Regions from separate parts of the Sus scrofa genome. Here all the other regions are linked to region 1. Evidence: chromatin contacts called from public Hi-C and HiChIP or PLAC-seq data. All regions are on one chromosome and are shown on one strand. The core of a region is the stretch at or near the end of the contact, and the rest is flanking DNA. Distances in the headings are between cores, read along the strand shown. Region 1 holds the start of PLK2 (serine/threonine-protein kinase PLK2). Region 2 holds the start of SETD9 (SET domain-containing protein 9). Region 3 holds the start of MIER3 (mesoderm induction early response protein 3). Region 4 holds the start of GPBP1 (vasculin).

Region 1 (3,175 bases), core at 438-2,937:
TCTCTGTGCAAGATTTCTTGCTCATGAAGGTACTTTAGTCCAGACACAATCTGCCTGAGGTAGTATCGGACTTCTGGCTCTGTCAATACCTTCCTTGCTTTCAAGATATGAGCCATGGACTGGGAAGAGGAGAAGGAAAAAAGAGACTCTGTCAAAAAAAGTTACCAAAATCAGTGGTCTCCTTGTGCAGAGTAAGTGCCGATAGTTGATGCTGCAATATAGTAATTAGCTCCACAATTAAATCCTCAGATAAAGTGCAATTTGAATGCCCTGTCAGTCTGGGGGAAGTGGAGGTACTCAAATAGGAGTTAACACTTACCCTTCTACTGCAATATTCCAAGAGAATATAAATGTTTTCTTTGTCTTCAAAGTAGTGATAAAACTGCACTACATGCTTATGATGGAGAATTCTGTGAAGCTCTATTTCTTTGTCGATCTAAAGAAAAAGCAATATCAGTCTCATTAGCCTCCCTCAGCCCAGTTGCTTACACATGCAGAAGACATCTTCCTAACAGGGAAGGGCTGTCCCTGCACACAAAGAAAATACTTTACTCAACAGTCATACACACCTTTTCCCTTTGATGAGGTTTAGCTACTCTGCTGTGAGGAATAATTTTTGCAGCGTAGACTTTGTTGTTTGTCAAATCTGTCATCTCGTAACATTTTGCAAAGCCACCCTGAAAGGAAACAAAGCAGAGATGGAACTGAGTATGGCAGGAACATGGACGGCAAATACATATTTTTAACATATAAATGAAAAAAAACCCCACAAAATTATGGGAGAGAAAGGGTGACAGAGGGATGCAGTCTACTTTATTATTTTTTTTTTTAAAGCTCCTTCAGTTAGGGAAAAGCATCCCTGAAAACAGTAAGTTAAAACTGCCTTTTTTCCCTTGACAAAGAGGTGCTTTCGGGCGGTGGGGAGGGTGGGGGGTGGGGGCTGGGGAGAGGAGAAAAAAGGTATGAGGAGACTTGTCAAGAAAATTCTCTGGGGGCCAGGTAGAGAGAAAATTCTCTAGGTCTGGTGCAGAAAGCCCTCGCTTCTGGCTTCAAGATCAACGTCTTTAGGCTGCGTGAGGCAGACAGAGCCATGGCCAAGGATGTGAAGCCGATCCCGGCGCTGCAGGCGCACAAAAGCCAGAGTTGGGCAGGTGAGCAGCCCACGTCGCGCCGGGATTGGATCCCCCAGTAACCGAGAAGCGACGGACACGGGGACTCAGGGTCCGGCCCTGCTCGAGGACGCCGGGGCAGACCTCCCTCCCGCCTGGCAGCCGGGCGCCCGCCGCAAGTCACCTTTCCCAGCACTTTGCCGCGGCAGTAGCGCTTCCCCGTCGTGGGATCGACGATAATCCGAGAGATCTCCGCCCCCGAGTGCGAGTGGTGGTGATGGTGGTGCGGAGCCACCGGCTGCACTTGAGCCTGGGGCTGCGGCTGCTGCGGCTCCTCGGGGGGCGGCTGCGGCCGCTTCTTCTTCGAGTCCCCGCCGCAAGCCTTGCCCAGAGCCTGCTCGCACATCTTGGTGCTGGCGGCCGGCTGGTAGGTGATAGTCCGCAAGAGCTCCATGGTCGCCTCGTCGCTCTGCCCTGCCTGCTGCTACCTCCGAGGCGCGGACACACGACCGAGCCGGCCTCTGCCCTCGAATCCCCGCCGCTTCCAACCTCCCGCGCCCGTCGCCCTGGTACACTTGTGAGAGTGCGAACGCCCGGTAAAGTCTTATATACTGGCCGAGAAGGGGGTGGAGAATCGAAACGGGATGCGACGTCACGGACAACGCCCCGCCCACCGGCCGCCACAGCGGGCTGGTCCGAGCCAGAGGTCGCGACGGATCGCTGGCTTCCAGTTCTCTGGTGACGTGCGAACGCGTTCGCTCAGGCACTGGCTCCGGCTGCTTGGAGAGCTTCCCGTGACGTGGTGGTGGTGGTGGTGGACGCAGGCGTGCGGCTGTCCCTGGGACCACCACCCCATTCTTGGAATGCTCTGGCTTCTGGGTTTGAAGTAGAAACCCCAGGGCCGACGCCGGGCCCTGCCTCCACCGCCCAGCGGCCAGAGCTCAGGTCATCGCAGATTCCCTCCCCTTCACAGCCCTTCCTGACAGCCCCACCACCTGGCGCCTCCGGTGTCAAGGTGTGAGTGTACCCGGGGTCCACTGCACAGGCACGTGAGGCCTCCCCTAGCCGTCTGGAGGGCTTGGGGCTACCGCTGCACCCGCGCTTTTACCCCGCCAGTCTCACCCAGAGTGGACCTTTGGCGGGGGCGCACCAGTGAAAAGCAGGGGTTGTCGGAGCAGAGTGTCCCGAGCTCCGCGCCGCTTCCGAATGTGGCAAACCATTGCCGAATCAGTCCCACTTAGGCCCGTATGGCCTCTGTCCATCACCCTGGAGCAGGTCTTTGTCGGAGGTCAGACCCTTAACCTTGGAGGAGGCCGGTGCCTTCGGAAGGTTTCGCCTTCAGGCTGTCAAAAGACTGAGAGGCAAAGGCGCCATCTCCTGGAATATTCTAGAAGCTCAGCTAGCGGTCCGAGTGGGCAGCGGTTAACGACTATATGGGCTTTCTTTGACAGTAAGTGGTAATAAAAGCGCTCCTAGTGCTAATTAATGGTTTTACAGTGGAAATCGTCTATCAATTGTTATTCAGAAGGGGTTATGCAGAATGCGTCGTTTAAATGGCGCATTGAGCCACGTGGCTGCTCCTGTGCTGGGAGTCAGTCCTAAGCCTTCCAAGAGGAGAGGTTTGGTAGCGGATTGGTAGCGTGAGGGAGAATAGCCCAGTGAGCCAAAACATGGTTTAGCATCCTATTCCAGATTTTACGATTCAGATTTGCTAAGGAAGAACACTATTTTCTTTCTTGCTCTAATAACAATAATGCCCTTACTGTGCACGTCCTCATGTTTTAGTATTTTTAAATCCCTCCTTCTTTAAATTCTTCATCAGTTCTAAGTAGGAAATGTTATTCCCATTTTATAGATGAGGAATCCGGGGTTTAGAAAATTTAAGTATTCTTTCTATATATGTATTTAGTAGATCATCCAATTTATGTTAATTAGCAATAGACTTTTTAATTTAAAATATGGTAAACAGTCTTTTGATACTAATTTCCATTGCTGTTTAGAATACCAGATTAATTACCCGTGGAATATAGTTAGAAAAAAGGGTTGTTGGCTGCAGTCCACCATTA
Region 2 (3,175 bases), core at 177-2,676, 1.3 Mb before region 1:
AGCAGGAGACAAATTATCCCTGATATCAAACTATATTACAAAGCTACAGTAATCAAAACAAAATGGCATTGGCTTAAAAACAGACACACAGATCAATGGAACAGAACAGAGAGCCCAGAAATAAACCCATGCACATATGGCCAATAAATTTACAACAAAGGAGAGAAGAATACACAATGGGGAAGGCACAGTCTCTTCAATAAGTGACGTAGGGAAGATTGTACTGCCACATGCAAAAGAATGAAATTGGACCACTATCTTTCAGCATACACAAAAATTATCTCAAAATGGATTAAAGACTTTAATGTATGACCTGAAACCATAAAACTCCTAGAAGAAAACACAGGCAGTTAAGCTCCTTAACATCATTCTTGCCTTTGAATTTTCAGACCTGACACCAAAAGAAAAGCCAACAAAAGCAAAAATAAATTAGCTGACATCAAACTAAAGAGCTTCTGCACTGCAAAGGAAACCATCAACAAAATGAAAAGGCAATTACTGAATGGGAGAAAAGATAAGCAAATTATAAATCTGATAAGGGATTAATGTCCAAAATACATAAAGAACCTACACAAATCAATAGCAAAAAAAAAAAAAAAATTGCATTGTGGCAAAGCAGAAACAAATCTGACTAGTATCTATGAGGATGCGGGTTTGATCCCTGGGCTCATTCAGTGGGTTAAGGATCCAGTGTTCCTGTGACCTGTGGTGCAGGTCGCAGATGTGGCTGGGATCCCACGTGACTGTGGCTGTGGCATGGGTAGCAGCTATAGCTCCCATTGGACCCCTAGCCTGAGAACCTCCATATGCTATGGATGTGGCCCTAAAAAGCAAAAAAAAAAAAAAAAAAAAAAAAATTCAATTTTTAAAAAGAACAGATCTGAATAGACATTTTCCAGTGAAGACATCCAAACAGCCAACAGGTGCATGCAAAGATGTTCAATATTACTAATCATCATGGAAATACAAATTAAAACCGCAATGAGATATCATCTCACACCTGTCATAAAGCCTATTATCAAAAAGTCAATAAATAACAAGTGATAGGGACGATGTGGAGAAAAGGGAACCTTTGTGCACTGTTGGTGGGAATGTAAATTGGTGAAATCATTATGGAAAATAGTATGGAGATTCCTCAAAAATTAAAAATAGAACTACAATGTGGCCCAGCAATTCCAATTCTGGGTATGTATCCAAAGGAAACCAAATCAATCTCAAAAAGACATCTGCACCCTCATGTTCCTTACAGCATTACTTACAATAGTCAAGACATGGAAACAACTCAAGTGACCACCAACAGGTGAATATATAAAGATGTGGTACCCGTGTACACACACACAGCCATTAAAAATGAAATCTTGTTGTTTGCAACAAGGATGGACCCTGAAGGCATTATTAAGTGAAATAAATCAGAGGCAAACAAATAGCGCATTATCTCACTTAGATGTGGAATCAAAGGAAAAAAAACAGAAGTAGAACAAAAAAAGAAAGAAAACTCACAGAAACAAAGAAGAGATTAATGGTTGGGGGAGGATGAAAGGGGTGAAAGTCAAAAGGTACAAATTTCTTTTATAAAATAGTCATGGGAATGTAATGTACAGCATGGTGACTTCAGTTAATAATACTCTATTGCACGTTTGAAAGTCATTGAGAGTACATCTTAAAACTTCTCATGACAAGAAAAAAATACTCTAGGTACGGTGACAGACACTAACTAGACTTGTGATTATTTTGCAATATATACAAATATGACATTATGTTACACACTTGAAGCTAATATGTTATATGTCAATTATACCTCAAAAGGTAAATAAATAAGCAAATAAGTAAGATCTGGGCAGACTGGTCCTTTATATTGGATATACATTATAGATGATTAAACCATATGATAAAAATTAAAGATTAAAAAAAAAAGCACTGGAAATACACACAAAACTGCTTTTTTATTTTTGAAGATAAGCATAATACTACAGGTAAGGAGTCAAATGCTTATTTTTGATTCCTTATAAGTTTGGAGATCTTAATGTTACTCTATGAATGCCATTCGTTCACACCCAGGAGGTGAATTGCTCCCATTTAGCAAATCAGGTAAATCTGGAGGATGCCAATCTAGCAAACACGGCACCTGACTGCAGAGCCTCTAGAGTTTGCAAACTTGCCTCTATCTAGAGTGAAACTCGGAGATATATTTTCTCTTTTTATTACTTTTTGAAATAGATTAGTCCTAAGGCTACTTGAACTTGCCTAAATAGTCACTAGATCTGACTTGTTCAATTTAGACTTTAGGCTAGGATCTACGCTCACTCTTAAAAAACAGGAAAGCAGATTTCCAGCCTGAGGAAAACGCATCAACACATTTATGTCCCAATAAACACCTGCTGATGTGAAGATGGTTGAGTTATTCTGGCAGTTTATCTCCACTGGAAATAAGCGTTGTCTAAACTTCTAAAAGTGCGCGTGACTGTAAATACACACGAACGAATGGAGAAATTAAAAGGGAACAAGGGGCTCTCCCACGGCTCTACGCACCTGTTTCAGCAAGCTGGGTCAGTAACGCGGAGGCACCGAGACACAGGCGACAGGAGCCAGAGGTACCCGGGCCACCGAGCCTGGGACTGAGGGCGGAGACCGGGAAGGGGCGGGACGGGGCGGCCTCCGCTCCTCCTCGGAGCGGGGAGGGCCCGAGACCGCGACTCACTCCCCTGCAGTCCCCATCACGCCGCCACGGGACAACCATGCCGGGCCGCCTGTTGCGGGACCTCCAGCAGCGATGGCGCCGTTATAAGTATCGATTCGTACCCTGGATCGCGCTAAACTTAAGCCACAACCCGAGGTGAGAAGGCTGGGCGGCCGGACCAGAAGCCTTTTTCTTCTGCCCAGGGACGCCATTGTGGCCGCTGAAACTTAAAAGAGAGGGCCCGAGGTGGGCGGAGCCTCAAGCAGGCGGAGCCTAAGACGGTCCAGAGGCCCTGAGGCGGGAGGGACCTGAGTGGGCGGGGTCCGAGGAAGGCAGGGCCAGAGGTGGATGAGGCAGAGGGGCCTGGGGTCCTGAAAAGGGCTTGGGGCTTTGGGTGGGCGGGGCCTGAGGCCTATTTCCCGTCGTCCTCTGCGCTGTGCTGTCAGCTAGGTCTTGTTGCCCGCGGGTGGTGGCTTTTTTCGCTGTCCTCAAGGGCTG
Region 3 (3,175 bases), core at 398-2,897, 1.3 Mb before region 1:
AAATTTTTTGTTGTTAAAACTGAGAAATAGGTCTCTGACCCCCATTACTCCTTGGGACCCATTGAAGAAGTAAGAAAACAGGACAAACCTGGGCTCGAACTTCCAAAAGAAGCCTAGGAGAGAGAAGAAAACGTGCGGTTAGATCGCGCAGCCAAGGCAAGAGGCAGCGCCGGCAACAGGGCGCAGAGGAGGCGGAGTCCAGCGCTCCTCCGCAGCTGCCAAAAGTGCGAGACGTAGCTTCGCTCGGATCGCTCCCGGCCCCTTTCGGGCCCCTCTTGGCTGCCTCGCCTTCCTCCCCAAGTCCCTAGTGTACAAACTTGCAGACCCGGGACGAAGCCCGGAATATAACAGGCAACTCCAAGCCGCCCCTTGGAGCTCAGCAAGTTACAAAGCAGAGAAGCAGAACCCAGAGCAGTCGGCTCGCAGCATCAGTGCCCCATACCCTGGCATCTCAGGATTCCCCCAAATCCCACCCGGCTCTCCAGGGCCCGAAACAACACCTCGAAACCCAATACCCTTTCCAGGAAGGGGACTCGCCCTCCGAACACCTAGTCCACCCCCTGGGGCCCGGAAGCCCCAACTCCGGGGCTGTCCTCTGCTCTGAAGCGTAGGCCAGCTCGCAACCGGACACTTGCCCCCAAACCAAAGCGCAAGCCCCCCATCCTCTCTCCCGCGTCCAGAGATGAGGACTCGCAGTCCTAGAGATGCTGGTTTCTTCCAGCGTGTTCAGTCGCTCCCCTGGCCCTCCAGCGAGCACCTCGCCCCAGCAGCTCCAGTCGAGGGGCTTCTGTAGCGCCACCCCGTCCCCCTAGCTCACTAGTCCCTGGGGACACAGCCAGGGTATCTTCGCTCGCCTTGCCTCCCTTCTTCAGCCCAGTGGAGAGAGCCCGTGAGAGAGAGCGTCGAGGGTCTCGGTCCTCCCCGTTTAGCCCCAGGAGCTCCCGCACCTCCCGGGCTGCGGGGCGGAGAGTCCCGCTCGCCTCCCGCGAAGCCCAGCGGCCGCGCATCCCGCTCGCCTCCGAGCCCGGAGCAAAGTGGAGCGTGAGGCTTCGCCGCGCCGCAGCCTGGACCCGGTGGGCTGGGGACAGAGAACACTCCTCCCGCAGGGCAGTGGCGCAGCCCGCTCCCCGTTTTGCAATCCGGCCGCGGAGGTGGGGGGGCTCGGCCGGTTTCCACCCACCCCGGCCCCGGGAGGCGGCGCGGAGGCTTCGGCGGCCCGCGTCAGCTGCCCGAGGGCAAGGCACGGCGCCGTCCCTGGGCAAAGGCTCGCTGCCGCGGGCCGCCGCCCCCCGGCCGGCCCCGTCGCCCGGCCGGGTAGGGGCCGAAGCCGCCGCGGCCTAGTCCCGGAGGGAGACCGCTCCCGCGCCCGCTCCCGCCCCCCGGCCGGCCCCGCCGCCGCCCGTCGCCGCCCTGCAGCCCCGCGCCGCCGCGCCGCCCCCCGTGGGGCCGTGAGAAGGGCCCCGGATCCCCCAAAGCCGGCTCGGGGACCACGAGAGGCCGCCGGGCGCCCGCTCCAGCCCGGCCGCTCCTGCCCGGTTTTCCTGCTCACCTCCGCCATATTGGTACCTTTAGGGCGAACGAGCAGCGCCGAGCCCAGTCCCCGGATGGGGCGCCTGAGCCAATCGCAGCCGCCGCCGCCGCCGCGGTCCGCCCGGCACCCGCCCGGCGGCGGAGGCGGCTCGGCCCCTTATAGGGCAGGGCGGCCCGCGACACCCCCGGCCCGCTCGTCAGCACACCCCTCCCGGCGCCCCTCGCCGCTCCCCGCGCCCACTGCGGACCGGTCGACCCGCACCCGCTTTCACCCGCCTTTCCCTTCTTGGCTGTAGTAAAGTTCCTGCCAAATTGTAGGCGGACGGGGACGGATGGAAACACGAGCGCGGGACAGACCAGGTCCAGCAAATCCAGGCCCAAGAGCCGTCCGTGGCGGCTACGGAACAACCGACCGATACTCCGGTCCGGGAGGACGTGGGGGAAGTGAGCGACAGACTTGGAGGGACAACTCTACAGACTTTCGTAAGTTAGAAGAGAGGAGGTGGTCGACGGAGTATATTGATGGCTGAGAGGAAGCCCCGAGAAATGGGAGAGGAGACTGATGGACGGCAGGGTCAATCCAGGATGGGAGGACAGCTACCAGGCATTTTTCAGTTTCGCCTAAGAGACCTGCAGGAGTGGGTGATGCTGATCAGCCCATGGAGTACGTGGTGGAAGTAGTCATTTACCAAACAGGCTCTGGAAGATCGTGACAGTACCGAAGATAAGACAAAAGATAACAGGGCAAGGAAGTGATGATGAGTAGACTTGGCACAATTCAAAGAGATGCTTACAAAATATAAACTGTGCACGTGCGAAAAGAAAATTTGAACAGTGCTAGAGGTTGTTAATCACCAAATAGTCCAGGGGATGACCCAGAGGTACACACTTGATAGACCTATGGAAGGGCAGGAATATAGTAGTATATCAGAGGCTCTGAACTGAGTCCCAAAACTCGACCTCCCACCTCCTTCCCAAAAAGGTCAAACATTTGCTTAGGGTCAAATGGGAAAGGAGACCTGTGGGCACTGGATGGGTTGAGGAGGGAGGACAAGGCTTAAGAGGTGTACCTGATCCTAAGCATGCGGTATGGCCATTTGATCTTCACTGGGAGACCTAAGTGTAACTCCTGGCAGGTCCATGTTCACAATTAATAACTTTGAGCAAATTACACAAAAATATTCACCAACAACTAGTTGGTAGCTCACAGAGGCAAATCCTGCAAGAAATCAAGTCTGCATGCCTTGGGACATGGCTTGTCTTGAGGCAGGAGACCAGAAATAATATGTATGGAAAACAAAGAAAAAATGTGGAAAAGAGAATTTTACTCTAAGGTCCTGGATAAGTGAGATGCCAACACAATCAGAGAAGTATGGCAGGCCCTACAGAAACTTGGAGAAGAACATAATCTCAGACATCAAAGCTCTTCTCCTAACTATTGCTGCAGTACCTAATATTAAATAAAAGCATGTGGTTATTTGCTGTAATCTCACAAATTGAGATTTTTGGGATTTTTTTAGAAGCTAAAACTTTCCATACTTTGAGTCCAAGCATGAAAGGTCTGGATTTTAATCTGGGGTCGCCTTCAATTCTCCCCTCCAAGGGCACGTACAGAGGATGAGGCTGGAGACTGGATTATGGATAG
Region 4 (3,175 bases), core at 346-2,845, 1.1 Mb before region 1:
TATCTGTTCCTTAAAGATTTGTAAGACCTCTTGTTATATTTATCATGTAAATTAAACATTGTTAGATATTGAGAGCAGCCAGAGATAGATAATTAAATATTAACTTTTCTGTCATATATGTTACAATTGCTTCCCTATATCACTATTTGATTTTCAACTTTGTCTTTTGCCATAAGGAAGGCAAAAATTTGTTTTCAAGTGATCAGTATTTTCTTTAGTTTTTTGAATTGACATCATGCTTAGAAACAGGAGCAGAAGCAGGTCTTGTCCCAATACATGTCACTTCAACGGAAGCAATGTGGAACGGTGGAAAGAACGTAAATTAAGACCCAAACGGACTGAAGTTCAAGTCTGGCACAGCCTAGTTGTGGCTCCCACTTCTATGTTGTGTAACCTGAACCAGATTCCTCATCTGCAAAATGGGGAAAATAACACTCACTTCAGAGACTGATATAAGAAAGTGCTTGGCACAGACAAGGCATCCAGCAAGTGTTCTCATTTCTTTGCACACAGCGAGATATTATTGATTGCCAAGGGTCCATGTCCTTCGCAAAGACGAAAAGATTGAGAAGTGTAATTTTTGGTGAGTTTGTATTCACACATTCTTTCAGGGAGCTTTTAGAGGCAGTCCATTGAACTACAAACCCCATAATGAATATAAAAGAATCATAAAGTTTCCGTGTATGAAGCCTTTGTGGTTTGGAAGAGGGCGAAGAGCCAAGCATTTTTTATTTTCTGGATTTTCCCTCAAGACACCCTCCCCCCACATACTCCTAAACTTCCTCTTGGAAGGCTAATTTCACAGGTTTCAAAATGAGCTTTCAGTTACAAGGCGAAAAGGTATCGCAATCATAAAACGTTGACGCCCACAAACTTCATAGCACAAAATCGTGTAAGCTGTATGGGACCGAGACCTTGCTAAAATAATTCTCCCCTATTGCAGATTTAATAGAAAAACATACGTTAGCATGATTACATCCCGTAGCCATTTTTAATCCTTTGAGAATCTGGGCTTAGCCCCAACGAGAGAGTCTCGTCACCGACCTCCCGCATATATATTATGTCCGACACACTCTCGTATTTGCATTCGATAGTGGATCGGCTGCTTGAGGGCGCCGGAACAGACCAGCGCCAACCCAGCCGGTGCCCGCCTGCGCAGGGCTGTGTACAAGCGAGCATGTGATCTCCCCATCCGCCAGGCCCCAGCTCGGTACCCGACGCGTCTCGCTCAGCCGCTCCTCCGAGCGTGGAGCCCGGAAGAACGCCGCGGCGCGCTCTACTCGAGCCCGTGCAGCCGCCTCCCGAAGCAGCCTTTCCCTTTCGCCTTCCCGGCGGCCCAAGGTCTTAAGCTCCCGGGACGCCCAGGACCGGGGGAAGGGCGGAAGGAGGGGCTCCTTTGGGAGCAACGGGGAATTCCCCCTTCCACCGAACGTTCCCGATTGTTCATAGTCTTCACGTCAGCAGCAGGGGGTAATCCCCGACTCCAGCTGCTCCTGACGTCACCGTGCGGAGCCACCGCCCCCCGCGCGCCCCTGCCTCCGGGACCTCCGTGAAGCCCCGCCCCTAGCCATAACCACGCCCTCTGCACCCTCCCTCAGCCGCTCGACGTAGAGGGCGGAGCTTCTTTGGCCGGGGCGTGAGCGGTTGCTTGGGCCAGAAGGTTCTCTGGTAGAGGCGCTCCTCCTGCTGCCCCGCCCAGTAGGTTCGTTAGCACCGCTTCTTCCATACCCTATTTCCCTCCTCCTTCTCCTCGCCCCGCCTTTCCCCTCCCTTCTCCTCAGCCCCTCCGGTTCCTTCCCCGCCTCGCCACCTTCCACGATCTCGCGAGACTTGGCCCAGAACATTGCGGATCGGGTCGGCGCCATTTTGGGACTGAGACTGGTTGTGGGGGAGGGAAAAGCGGCAAAAGGGGATTATTCAAAGTACCGAAAACCTCCTCCCGGGATCGAGCGCAGCGGCACCCCCAGGCCAGGGGCACCTCTGGTGTGGCAGAAGGTAACACCGTCTTCTGTGGTCCGCGCCGGGGTCTGGGGAGGAGGGGGTGTCTGTGTCGGCGTTGAGGTTTGAGGGGTCGGGAGCGGCGTTGGCGGCGCGAGGTGTGAGGCTGCCCACGGGCGGGGGCGGGGGGTGGCGGGAGAGCAAGGAGAGAGAGGGAAGGACGGTGCTGGGAGGCCCCTCTAGGTATTGACTCGGCCCGGGTGGAGCGGAGGTGGCGGTTGTGGGGAGGGGGTGGGTGGCTTAGCCTTGGCTGCTCAAGGGGGGGGGGTGTTGTTTGGCGGAGGCTGGGAACCGGTCCGACGCCTTCCTCGCTCGGTCTTCCTCCGGCCTCTCGCATGCGCCCGCCTGCTTTTGCACCGCTGCCGCTCTCGGAGGGCTGAGGGAGTCGAGGCCGAGTTGTGGCCTTCGGTGTTTTCTCGGCGCGCCCGCTCTGCCCGCCTCTCCGGGTCCGTGGCACTAGCTGTGGACCGAGTCGAGCGCTCCCTTGCCCCTCGGAGTCCTGTGGGGTCTGAGGGGACCTAGTCTGTTCGTGGGGAGAACCTCTCAATGTGGCTTACGAGAAGGGCTCGGTACCTTCACCTCTTCAGTGTTGGGAGAAACCTGTTTTCTTAATTCAAGGGAATGGGAACCCTCAGATCTCGCTGCTGCCCTTAGAAGCCTGGGTAAGTCTCTCCCCCGGGCGAATTTAAGGAATGTTCTTTCCCCACTTCTCAGCCACTTACCTTTCTACTTAGAGTGGGGAAAATGTGCCTCCTCTTTTAGACATTCTGATTTGGAGGGAGCGTCTTTCTCTTTATATCCCTCATTTGCTAAGTTGCATTTCTTAATGCTCGGTAGCTTTGCACCTTTCTATTCGTTTTCCTTTGGTAGATTTAATAGAAATACAGAGAGTCTTTTATAAGATTGTGTGCCCGTTTCAGTTTATAATATTTACTCAAGTATAAGAAGATTCGCTTATATAATCTCCCTATATTGTATCCGCATTCCCTTCCGGGTTGAAATCAGCTCTTACCCTCCATAATATCGTTTCCCACCTCCCCGCCCCCCCATATTCTGAAGTCCTTTTCGTACAGTAGACTTTTTGGGTGCTTGCTTGGTGTACAAGTGCATTTCTTTCCAGAGGTTGACTGTTTAGGATGGGGTTTAATTTTTAGCTCAGATTTAAAACTCAGTGTGT

What was found. A called contact is a pair of places that touch in the nucleus more often than the background predicts. HiChIP or PLAC-seq counts read pairs in DNA pulled down with a chosen protein or histone mark.
Region 2: an H3K27ac HiChIP or PLAC-seq map of alveolar macrophages shows a contact between it and region 1. The contact joins the promoter of SETD9 here to the promoter of PLK2 in region 1. A contact is called at or near these places in 1 of 5 promoter capture datasets (fetal skeletal muscle), 1 of 47 Hi-C or Micro-C datasets (heart right ventricle) and 1 of 2 datasets of contacts at active chromatin or transcription factors (alveolar macrophages).
Region 3: a Hi-C map of heart right ventricle shows a contact between it and region 1, with 3 times the contacts expected there. The contact joins the promoter of MIER3 here to the promoter of PLK2 in region 1. A contact is called at or near these places in 1 of 5 promoter capture datasets (liver) and 1 of 47 Hi-C or Micro-C datasets (heart right ventricle).
Region 4: a contact with region 1 is called in an H3K27ac HiChIP or PLAC-seq map of alveolar macrophages. The contact joins the promoter of GPBP1 here to the promoter of PLK2 in region 1. A contact is called at or near these places in 1 of 47 Hi-C or Micro-C datasets (heart right ventricle) and 2 of 2 datasets of contacts at active chromatin or transcription factors (alveolar macrophages and skeletal muscle).

What each region holds. Positions count from the first base shown.
Region 1 is chr16:37,303,427-37,306,601 of Sscrofa11.1, forward strand. It overlaps PLK2 (serine/threonine-protein kinase PLK2), which reads right to left and starts at 1,688. Exons shown (of 14, transcript XM_003133981.5): 1 at 1,294-1,688; 2 at 570-677; 3 at 320-436; 4 at 1-119. The coding sequence starts at 1,563.
Region 2 is chr16:35,977,534-35,980,708 of Sscrofa11.1, forward strand. It overlaps SETD9 (SET domain-containing protein 9), which reads left to right and starts at 1,427. Exons shown (of 6, transcript XM_003133974.4): 1 at 1,427-2,833. The coding sequence starts at 2,736.
Region 3 is chr16:36,023,777-36,026,951 of Sscrofa11.1, forward strand. It overlaps MIER3 (mesoderm induction early response protein 3), which reads right to left and starts at 1,648. Exons shown (of 13, transcript XM_003359776.4): 1 at 1,550-1,648; 2 at 89-113. The coding sequence starts at 1,558.
Region 4 is chr16:36,215,640-36,218,814 of Sscrofa11.1, forward strand. It overlaps GPBP1 (vasculin), which reads left to right and starts at 1,596. Exons shown (of 13, transcript XM_005672465.3): 1 at 1,596-1,995.